Regions from separate parts of the Drosophila melanogaster genome. Here region 2 is linked to region 1. Evidence: chromatin contacts called from public Hi-C data. All regions are on one chromosome and are shown on one strand. The core of a region is the stretch at or near the end of the contact, and the rest is flanking DNA. Distances in the headings are between cores, read along the strand shown.

Region 1 (5,191 bases), core at 740-3,239:
TATGTAAGGGGAAGAAAAAGCATTTCTGATCTTATTATTATATATATTTTCCGGCATTTTATCGGAGTAACGGGTATCTGATAGCCGAAGAACTCGACTTCAGCGTTCTCTCATTTTTGTCGATTGCATTAATTGAAATATTTTTCGAGCGTGGTCAGAAAACAATAAGATGGAATGTGAAGTGTGAACTGAAGTCTCGAATGGGTTTTCGTTGTTGCCTTTCCAATCATAGTAAAAACAATATCGGAATGCAAGTACATCGAACATAACCGGGCAATTATCACGCTGCCGTGATTAGAGCGTAGATCTTGAAAGCACGCCCAGCGCGAACTGTTTGACAATTCGACACGCAAACTTATAAGTTCATTAAAATTTTAGTATCGATAAGTCAGACATGCACTTTCGCTCCACAGATATGAAATGAGCGGTGAATTGAAATCGTAAAATTATAGCTATATCTGCATCTAACAATCGCCATCAGTATCTGCAAGATAGCGGGTGTTGCCGCTGGCTTGTATTAATAAGAAATACCTCTGACTTCGAAATTCAATTTGTATCTCCTCGACTATGACAACTTCTATTGGCACCCATTGCTGTCCTTCTCTGGAAACTAGGGGAAATAGGCAAATGAATAAAAATCCAAACAATAAATATGTACATCGGTAAGATACGTTCCCTTTTGTGATTCATTTACGAAATTTCTTTGGCACAAATTTCGAGACACAGTAATCAATCATGAAAGCTCTTTAACGGCTCCATACCTTCGTTGATATGCAGTTTCAATTAATCCGTCGACCAGAAACACGGTCACTTTTCTGTCTGATCCATTTCGCGTTTCGCCTCAAGAGTAGGTTTAAAATTATTTTTTGCATTAAAAATTACTTACATGTTAAAAATTTACATTCGTACACACCCACAAAGTTGGAGCCATAGGACACGCCCCAGAAAAACGGGGTTGCCAAGAACGTTTTCTGGCTAAAATTAAAATTTCATACATGGATAGCAGCTTTAAGAATTGAGTTTGTACCAGGGCGTGACAGAATGCTTAATCACTGCGGACAGCAGTCCACGTAGTGACGAAGGGTACTACGGTTAATGAAGTCAGAGAGTCGTGTGCAATTTCGATAACAGTCGCTAACCTGATTAAATATCGTTATCTATTATTTCAACCCTTATTTTATTTATTTTAAATTTGCTCTAATTTGGATTAGTACAATTTTGTTCATCACTTATCAGCAAAATATCTCTGGAATACAATTGGTATGCAAAATGAAAACTTCTTTGTAGCAAACCAAATTAAAGTGCTCCAATTATTCCTGGCCTATGATCCAAACTGTATGAGGTCATTTCCAAAAGATTTAGAGCCCGATTACATTTGGAACTAATAGGTCTTACTTAAATCAGCTTATAATTATTAAATGACTATAATTTGCATTTTAATCTATGTGTAATGGTTATAATTATTCACGTATTAAAACAAGAGAGAACACTATAAACGAGATTCTCGACTATTGGATACCCCTTACTCAGCTAGTGAAAGTGCAAGGTAGATATATTAAAATTCGTTTAAAAATAATAGATAAGAAAAAATCTGACAATTTCGGGAAAAGGACGACAAGTTTTTGTGATATCTATAGAAAATATGATGAGCAAAAACAAAGAAATTTAAATGTCGAAAAAAATATTTTAAAGTGTGGGTGTTACAGTTTTGAATGGTTTGTAGTCGTAAGGTGGGCAGCAATCTTCTGAAATAAGCTTGTGCTGAATCTACGGCTCTGCAATCTGCATATTTATTTAGTTTTCGAGATCCTAACGTTCATACGGACAGATTGGTCAAGAATATATAACTTATAGAATCGGAAACGCCTTCTTCTGCCTGTTGCATACTTTTCATTGGACTTAGTATACCTCTTAACTCTACAATTAACGGGTATACAAATTGAGTTATTGGAAAAATTATGATTGGGATGTGTCTAGTAGTCGACAAGATGGGGACCGTTTCAAACGTTTTATATTTAGTTCTATTCTTTCGTATTGCCCTCGAACTTGGGTCTATTGTAGGTTCATAAAAATAATATTTTGTTTACCAAATTACTTGTTTCGTTTAGAATGCTTCCAGATTTAAGTTTACCAACTTTGTGTGTGATTCAGTGAATGAAACTTGGCTCGCCGTGCATCAGTGTCGTTTAAAGGCAATTCGAAGGGGCACAACAACCCTGAGTTTTAATGGAACTGTGCTTAAAACAATCTCAAAGTTTCGAGTCCATGGCCAAATTTTCAAGCGGGCCAATGGCTTTAAGCCGTGGCTCTACAACATAACGTTTGATGGTTGTCGATTTTTGCGAAAACCCTATGAAGCGCCAGTGATCATTGTTTTTAATCTATTAAAATCATTTTCTAATTTAAATTTCACATGCCCCTACATGGTATGCACCCTCTAAAACAATGCATATCAGGATATTTAATAACGAATTTGTTTTACAGGGTCCAGTGCATATAATGGGATTGCATATAATTGGAGAACAGATTCCGGTGCCACTTCCCACTGGGGAATACTTAATACAGATAAAATGGTATATAAGTAAGACACTTTTCCTATCGACGGGCATAAAATTTGCCTTTGAAGAGAACTTCTCATCTTATTAAATTTCTCCCAATAAAATTTAATCTTTTTATCGATGTAAATTAACTGTGGTAATAAAAAGAGTAAACTGCTGTTTATGCAATAAAAAAAGAGTAGTTTTCGTTATACAACAATATAATGAAGAAACGGAAACGCTTCCTTTTACTTGATTACAAACTTCATTTGTGCGAGTTATCATCCTTCGTTCATGTTCCACAAATGTTGCATAAGGGATGTGGTTCGATACATGAAGAAAACTGTAAGGACGTAAGAAGAGCTAATGGCTACAAGCCCCGGTTTTTGAATTGCAAATGGAATTAAGACAACATCGTCCATACAAATAGGTGTTAAACAATGTATAAACTCATGATCAAGGATTGAAAACACTTCCATCTACTAATTATTCTCCCCCCTTTGCAAGTAGTTAGTAATAGGAAAAAGTCGACTTTGACATAAAATAATCTGTGGTATTTTCAATACAATAAGTTTATACGACTATTGATTTTAAGTTAGTCGATTATAACAGTCGCATTGAGCGATTTAAAGATTTGTTCAAGAACGTAACTTAGCGATTGGTTATAGTTATGTTATTGTCACTTTTAAAAATAAGGTCTGAAAGAAAGAACAATACTACAATTAGTTTAATGATTAATAATACATGAAAATTCTATTGTCAGTCTATACTTCCAGCAGAAAGATAAACAAAAGCAACTGCGTGCCAACTCATAGGCAAGCTACATACATACGGATTCGATATAGGTAAAAAAAAAGCCCAAACCGATGGCAAAAGAATCCGACGAGCGGCCGCTCACAGAATTAGATTTAGATACAGCTACATTTGAGCGATCTCTTTGGCCTCTGGCGTAAGCGGGAGTTCTCGAGGTCAGCCACTTTAACTATGTGTCAGCCAGCCCCATGCACTAGCCCCATGTTTTCCCTGTATTCTCCATTATCTGACTCTCTGGAGTCTAGACCAACATTCACTCTCATCTTAGACCCGGCTCTGTCCGGTTTTTCTTTTTGCCCGCATTGCATTCGGACCGCTGCTGGTGTGGCTGCTTCTGGTGTGTGGCTTCACTTAATTTACTTTACTGTTATGTTTTTGCTTTCCGCTAGTTAGGCAAGGCAGGCGGCAATCCAAGACGGCGGTTCTTATGAGCGCGACCAACGTGTCGTCATACACTTGAACTTTTGGGTGGTGCACTGGCCAACACCGTTTCATAACCAATTCGCCCATACGTATCCAATAAAAGCTGCGAAATGCCAAAGTTTAATCCCAAACTGATTTGTAAATAAACATCTTGTTGTAGTTCTGTCGAATGCCGAGATATTACTCCACTACACGTTTGGTTGTGGTCAAATGTTGCAAGGTGTTGTGGGTTCCACGGTTACGCAAGCTGTTTTTACCGCCATTTGGTATTATCAACTGAAAATCAAATAAAATTATCGCAGGCTCAAATCAAAAACGATTTTTGTTCACGTTTATTATGATTTTTATTGAAGAGTTACGGGAGAGCTATCGACTCGGACATAAACAAAGACGTCTCTTTGTGTTCCATTGACACAGTTTGCAGTTTATGAAGTTTTATTGCTCACAGTCCCGTATATGCCATATGATTGGGCACAATGTCTGAACTCTTGATATAGACCTCGAGGATTGAAGGCGACCTAAATATGCGTAAGTCTATGAAATGGACAATAATCCTGCAATGATGCTAATGAAATCAAAGAATATCACGCCTTAAAGCATAATTACCACTAACTAATCGAAAATAGAAGCATAGAATGGGAAGTTTTAGTTGTTGATGTTGTAAAATAAACCAAAAGGTTATGTTTGCTCTCCGCAAAAGTGGTACCACACTTTGAGAAGCATAGAAGGGAGGCTGACCAAGGGCTTTTGAAAACATTAATGTGCTGGAATAACCAGAGACGGATCTCAAAAGGAATAAGGTGCTAAAAAGGGACTGAAGCCATCTTGGCGGAGCCTGAGACAAAAAGCGTGAAGCCTTAACCGATGATAGGTGTATATAACGTCCATGAATATCCGGCTGCAGGCATGCACGAAGAACAACCACAGCACAAAGTAGTAGACAAACAAAGCCTGCCAAAGGATCCGCTCATATAATGGGGGACCGGGCCTCCGAGGCGGGGTAAAAGGGCAAGGAACCATAATGACAACATGACATGCTAAGTTTTGTCAAAGCCCAGACAGACAAACATTGTTCGGGTTGCTGGAGGTTGTCGAGGATGCGGATGATGGCAAGGTTGAGGATGAGTTTCCCTCGCAGACATAAGTGGCCAGTGTGGCTGGATGCGGGCTTAATCAACTCACGGAGCGGGGTCGGACTTTGTCATCATTTTACATTTCTGACATTTTTGCTCAGCATGCTATATTAATAACTAATTGAGGGCCGTGCATCGCAACACGTACGAAAGCTATTCGAGGTAGGAATGTGTTTCCATGCACTCTGAGAAACACATGGCTTATGTGGGTATACACATATTATAGCCATATTTACTGACGGTTTAGATACGATTCTCTAACTAATTACCGATCTACTAGCGATG
Region 2 (5,138 bases), core at 2,504-5,003, 41 kb before region 1:
CTTCAGATATACTGAACATACTAACTAAAACTGGTTTGGATATCCAACTTACTGTGATGGTGTTGTGTTGTAGGAAATACGAGAAAAGCAAAGAGATGACCTCGCAGCTTAAAAGTAACGAGGAATCGCTTCTGGCAGAGCGAAAGCAGATGATGGACAATCTGCGGTTGCAGGAACAGCGCTACGACAAGATGAAGAACCATGCCATGCAGCAGCTGGAAATGTGAGCGATTGATTTCTAATTAAGGTGTCTGTCTAACTGACAACTATTTTCCCTGTCCTAGTGCCAACAAAAAGCTGGACACCTACTCGAGGGAGCATGCCGACGAGACGAAAAAACTTAAAGCTTTACTTAAGAAGGAGGAGATCTCGCGGGTCTCGATGACGGAGCAGCTGCAACAGAAGTCCCGCGAAAACGCTGATCTGCTCAAGATCTGCGAAGAGCTCATCTATGGCAAGGGACAAGGTGGTAGTAGTTAAACTCATCTCGCGGATTGTCCGGAATGTAATTTATATGTTGCTGTAAAATCGCACTCACCCTCATCACAACACTCATTTGGCATATGGAGCCTTTCCAGAAAGCAGCATGTCCGTAGATCTGTAACTGCGCTACCATCGTCGTCATCTCCATTTCTGTAATGGTTTAATAACCGCTCGGCTGCGTGCTCTTTACTGATTAAGAAAATGCTTATGCACAACTGTATCATTTACCAAATTCACTTGTGTGTTGAATTTCAAGATTTACACCTAACGTTCCGACACATATACTTTTTCTAGATTTTTAGTTGACCCGAAAACACTCACTTACACAAATCACAGGCAGATCAATTGAGTTTGAGTTCCTCTCGCCTTACGGGTCTGGTTGCCCGTCATATGTTACTAATTCTCTATCGTATCAAACCTGATTTATGTTCTATGATATTACTTGGCGGCGATCTGCGCCGGAAAACTGTGGTTTAGCAATCGGCGAGAGAAGCAAAATAATAGTGTGCAGCGGATGCTAAAGCAGCGGACAATTGCAAATTGTAAGAAACAGCGTTCGCTTGAGGCGCGCTTTTATAAAATGTTTAAGTTTACACTTAGTTTATTTAATTGAAAATTTGTAATAGTTGTACTAAAAATATCTCTGTATCACATACTAGTACTAAAACATAGAAGCGTAAAAAACAGAAAAAGAGATCATTTTAAATACACGAAAAAATTAATTTATGCATAATACAACATATTCGTTTGCTTTGTTCAACTTGTAATTATTAGTTTGCGCATTATAGTGAAAGGTTGCCTTAAGTAGCAAAAACAAAAAGTTTACAAACAAATAAATAAGACCAAAGCGCTATGACCCCACATGGTTTATGAGTTGTGTTTTAGATTATTCGACAAAATCATTACTTTTAAAGTTTACATTCTAAGAAAGTCTGTAAACTACACTACTTTTAAAAAATTGGCAAAATTTCTGTTTAAATATGGGCTTTTTTCATATAGTAAGAACACAACCCCAGTGAACTCGTACAGAAGTCTTAATAAATTGTACTTCCAAGTAAGAAAATAATTGTAATGTAAGAAAAACATAAACTTGCTTATCACGAAGTGGAAATCGAAGAAAACAAATTAGAATTGTATACAAATTTGTACCCAGTCCATGTAATTTGAGAAACGCTACTTCATAATATATAACATCATACATATATTTTTCTAAAGTAGAAACACCCAGAAACACTTGCGCTCTTAGGGAAAGTTTTCGACGAGAGAACGGAATAACTGTTGTAGTTTGACATTTGAAAAAGAATGGATTATATATCAAAGCGCTGTAAAAACACAAATAGTATTACAACATCCCAGCACATATGAACTACGATGTGCTGAGCATGTGACGTGACGTATGTGTACGACGTAAAGGTGATTGATTGAGATGCATTCAGTAAATAAACTATTTCATTGCAATAAAACCGAAGTAAAGTAAAGTCTGCTGCTTTATTTAGGGCCGTTTAAGTTTTGCCAGCTTCTAAGCAAATTTCCAGTGCTTTTGGGAATGAAAATTGATGGTCTTTGGAAAGAAAACTGAGAGTGTTTGGTGAAAATTTTAAATGTATGTTGTTCAATTGTGGACTTTGTTGCGAAGCCTGCAAAGCCTTTATCATCGATTTGCACGTGGCAAAGTTCAACTTTCAAATGCAAAATTTATATAGTTTCTCTTTATTTAGGGCTTATAAATGTTTGCTGTTATATACATACATATACATACGTATATATTTATATATATTGTCTTTTTGCGCGATTTCTTGAGTGTGTCGAAGAAAATATCTTCTCATTGGGTTGGATCGGGTGCATTTAGAAAAAGTTAGTACAACCAAAGAGCTACAGCAAGTTAAGGAAAGGATTATGATTTTTCAGTTTTTTTTAATACTACGCATCTGAAATTTTATACAAATGTTTTACCTAAAAATGTACAAATTGTATGATTTATTATATCTATAATTTCAATTTAAAATGTATAAAAATAATAATTTTATTACTAAAATCTCGTCCGTATGAACATGAAATTGATGTTCGGTGTGAAGACTATACAACTCCGATTTAGTTCCCCCTTTATATAAAAATATAATTTATTCTAATAAACGAAGTGCGAAACGTCGATTTGGGACTTAGGCAACTCCTATTTTGCACCCCTAGTGGTACAAACACCCACAAAATATACATACATATGTATCTATGTAAGTGGTTAAATAAAGTGGAAACTCTAGTTAGAGGCTTTCCAGAACCCCGGTACGGGGTGATCTCCGCTGACTAGTGGTTTACATCATCTTATAATTTTGCGTGCGCTCTTATCCATGCTGACCAGCCTTTTGGTCGCTTTATTTCCAAACTCAGCCTCTTGAGAATTTTCGGTTAGAATAGCGGCGACAACAACAAAGGTATTTGGCTGCGGAAAAGTTCACGAACAACTATGATCAGGAAACGAAGAGTGAGAGTATAAAACGACCGCCCCTACACTGCGCGTCATCATATTAGCGCCCCTGCATGGCTCCGTTTGTTTTATGTTATGTATTTCGCGCCATTGCACGAAAATCTATCACTGATTTCCCTCTCTCTTTGAGGATATAAAAGAGGTCCTAAAAGGAACCGCTATCTTTTGTTTTACTTTCGTCGAAAAATATATGATTCACTTCCCAGACGAATGAGCGAAGTCTTTGAAAACAAAGGAGGATCAACTCATTCTTAATTTCCTTTACAAATATTCTGATTGAATGGAAAAAACTTAAATTATCGTAGGGGGCGCTATCCTGATGACCCAATTTTGATTTACCCATTTATGGATTGTTTATCTTTTTTACTTAAATAAAATCTATAAACAACAAACTGTATCCCATACAAACTTTTCATTTATAGAATTGTTTATAGAAGAAAATTTCCAAACATCTCACATCAAAGATTTTTATTCAAGGGTCGCTAACCTGGTGACGCGAAGTGTACTCCATCTCCGTTTAACAGAGTAACAGGCATCTGATAGTCGATGCAAAAGCGTTCTCTTTTTTTACAGTGTTACCAGAGCCATCGGTTCCTGAAATATATCCTAAATGGATTCCGTTGTTTTTGGTATCCCAAAATGGATTCAATTTAAACGCAATACACCTGTGCATTGTTTCAAACGAAAAGAATCGTGTGCGAATGCCTCGCCGCAGAGTATCCAAGTTTAAGCCAACCGGCGGAGAGCTTATCTCTTTTGTTTTTATAAGGCATTGCGATGGAGCACCGGAGCTCAGTCTGTTTTCGTTCGTTGCCGTGTTAAGTTCACGCGATTCCACCTCTGATCCGCGGAGTTTGATTCAAATTCCGGGCTGCTGGTGGCTGGAGCGCTGTGCAAATGAATATAGCTTGCTAAATAGATAGGCAAACCTAAGTCAATAAACCATAAAGTTTCGAATTGAAGACACTTGTTGTCTTGTTCAATGCTGGCTAAGTGCAATTAAATCATATTATTCGTTTGACAAACGCTCTTTGAGGGTACGGTTCGAAATAAACCAAGTAAATTATATAATCCAAGTTCCAAGCTAAGCCGAATTGGCCAACATGCAGACGGTAATCCAGTAAGTATGGGCACCTCGCCCAAAATTCGATTCCTGCTTCTCCTGAACTTCCAATCCGAATCCGTATTCGAATTCAAAGTTATGTGGCACAGGCGGTTTGACTGTCCATCCACTTGGCATTCAGCCACATACGTATCCGAGGTGGTTAGGTGTAAAAAGAAAGCTGCGCATGATTATTAAAAACACGTTTTGTGGGGCTTATCATTGGAACTGGGCCCACCGAATTCATAGCACAGAGAGAAAATGCTATACTAAATCTAATCGTACGGATTCAAATTTCCTGTGATAGGGAACAAAGATGTAAGAGATTCAGATAGCTCCAGTACCCTATTGGGTCCAAAACTATCTTTTTTTTGACTGTGGATTGGCAATGACAAAGTAAAAATACAAATAAAACTAAAGCCAGCTCCCGGCAAATCTTCATTTGGCTTCAGGTGCATCGATAAATTTTTGAAAACGGGTTTCTGTTGGCTAGGGTTCACTGTTCACCTTTCGGTGAATCGAGTTCAAACAACCACGACGTTGGGAAGTTTCACATACGAGCCTGGGATATTAGTAGTATTAATTAGGCACTACAATATTTTGAAGCCCGATGATTTTGATAAGCAATGATAAACATAAAATTGTGGCAAGGGACTATGCGTGTTCTGCAGTTGAACTAAATCGCACGGTCATTAAAACGTAATCGAATCGTTTCCTATTCTATTATGTCTGTGAATTACCTGTCATTAGAATTTTTGCGCAGGGACGTGTAACCGGAATTTGTTTAGGCACATCATATGTACTACCGGTTCCCACTGCCCACGTCTCATTGTTCTGTGAAGTAGAAAACTCTTGGCATTTACGATACAATCCTAAAAAAATTGCCATTGTATTGCTAATGGCACCGATCTTGTTCAATGGTTGTGTTTAAGAAGCAAATACAAATATGTATTTGCTATAGATAAGAAATTCCAAATTGGCAATTTCGGTGTTGACTCAACCAAGATGGCCTTGTTTACAAGTTAATTAAATCGTCTGATCTGGCCGAAGAATTTGGATAATCGAATCCGC

What was found. A called contact is a pair of places that touch in the nucleus more often than the background predicts.
Region 2: a Hi-C map of the S2 cell line shows a contact between it and region 1, with 2.3 times the contacts expected there. A contact is called at or near these places in 13 of 107 Hi-C or Micro-C datasets (the Clone 8 cell line, the Kc167 cell line, the S2 cell line and 2 more).

Annotation. Positions count from the first base shown.
Region 1 is chr3R:4,687,406-4,692,596 of dm6, reverse strand. It overlaps CG33927, which reads left to right and starts at 1,989. Exons shown (of 3, transcript NM_001031976.1): 1 at 1,989-2,057; 2 at 2,109-2,426; 3 at 2,485-2,646. The coding sequence starts at 1,989. The coding sequence ends at 2,646. The region is part of intron 3 of smash (smallish); the gene reads right to left.
Region 2 is chr3R:4,730,493-4,735,630 of dm6, reverse strand. It overlaps Nep2 (Neprilysin 2), which reads left to right and starts at 3,753. Exons shown (of 9, transcript NM_001275331.1): 1 at 3,753-4,085. The coding sequence starts at 4,069. tacc (transforming acidic coiled-coil protein) reads left to right here. Exons shown (of 10, transcript NM_169016.3): 9 at 74-223; 10 at 285-1,219. The coding sequence ends at 480.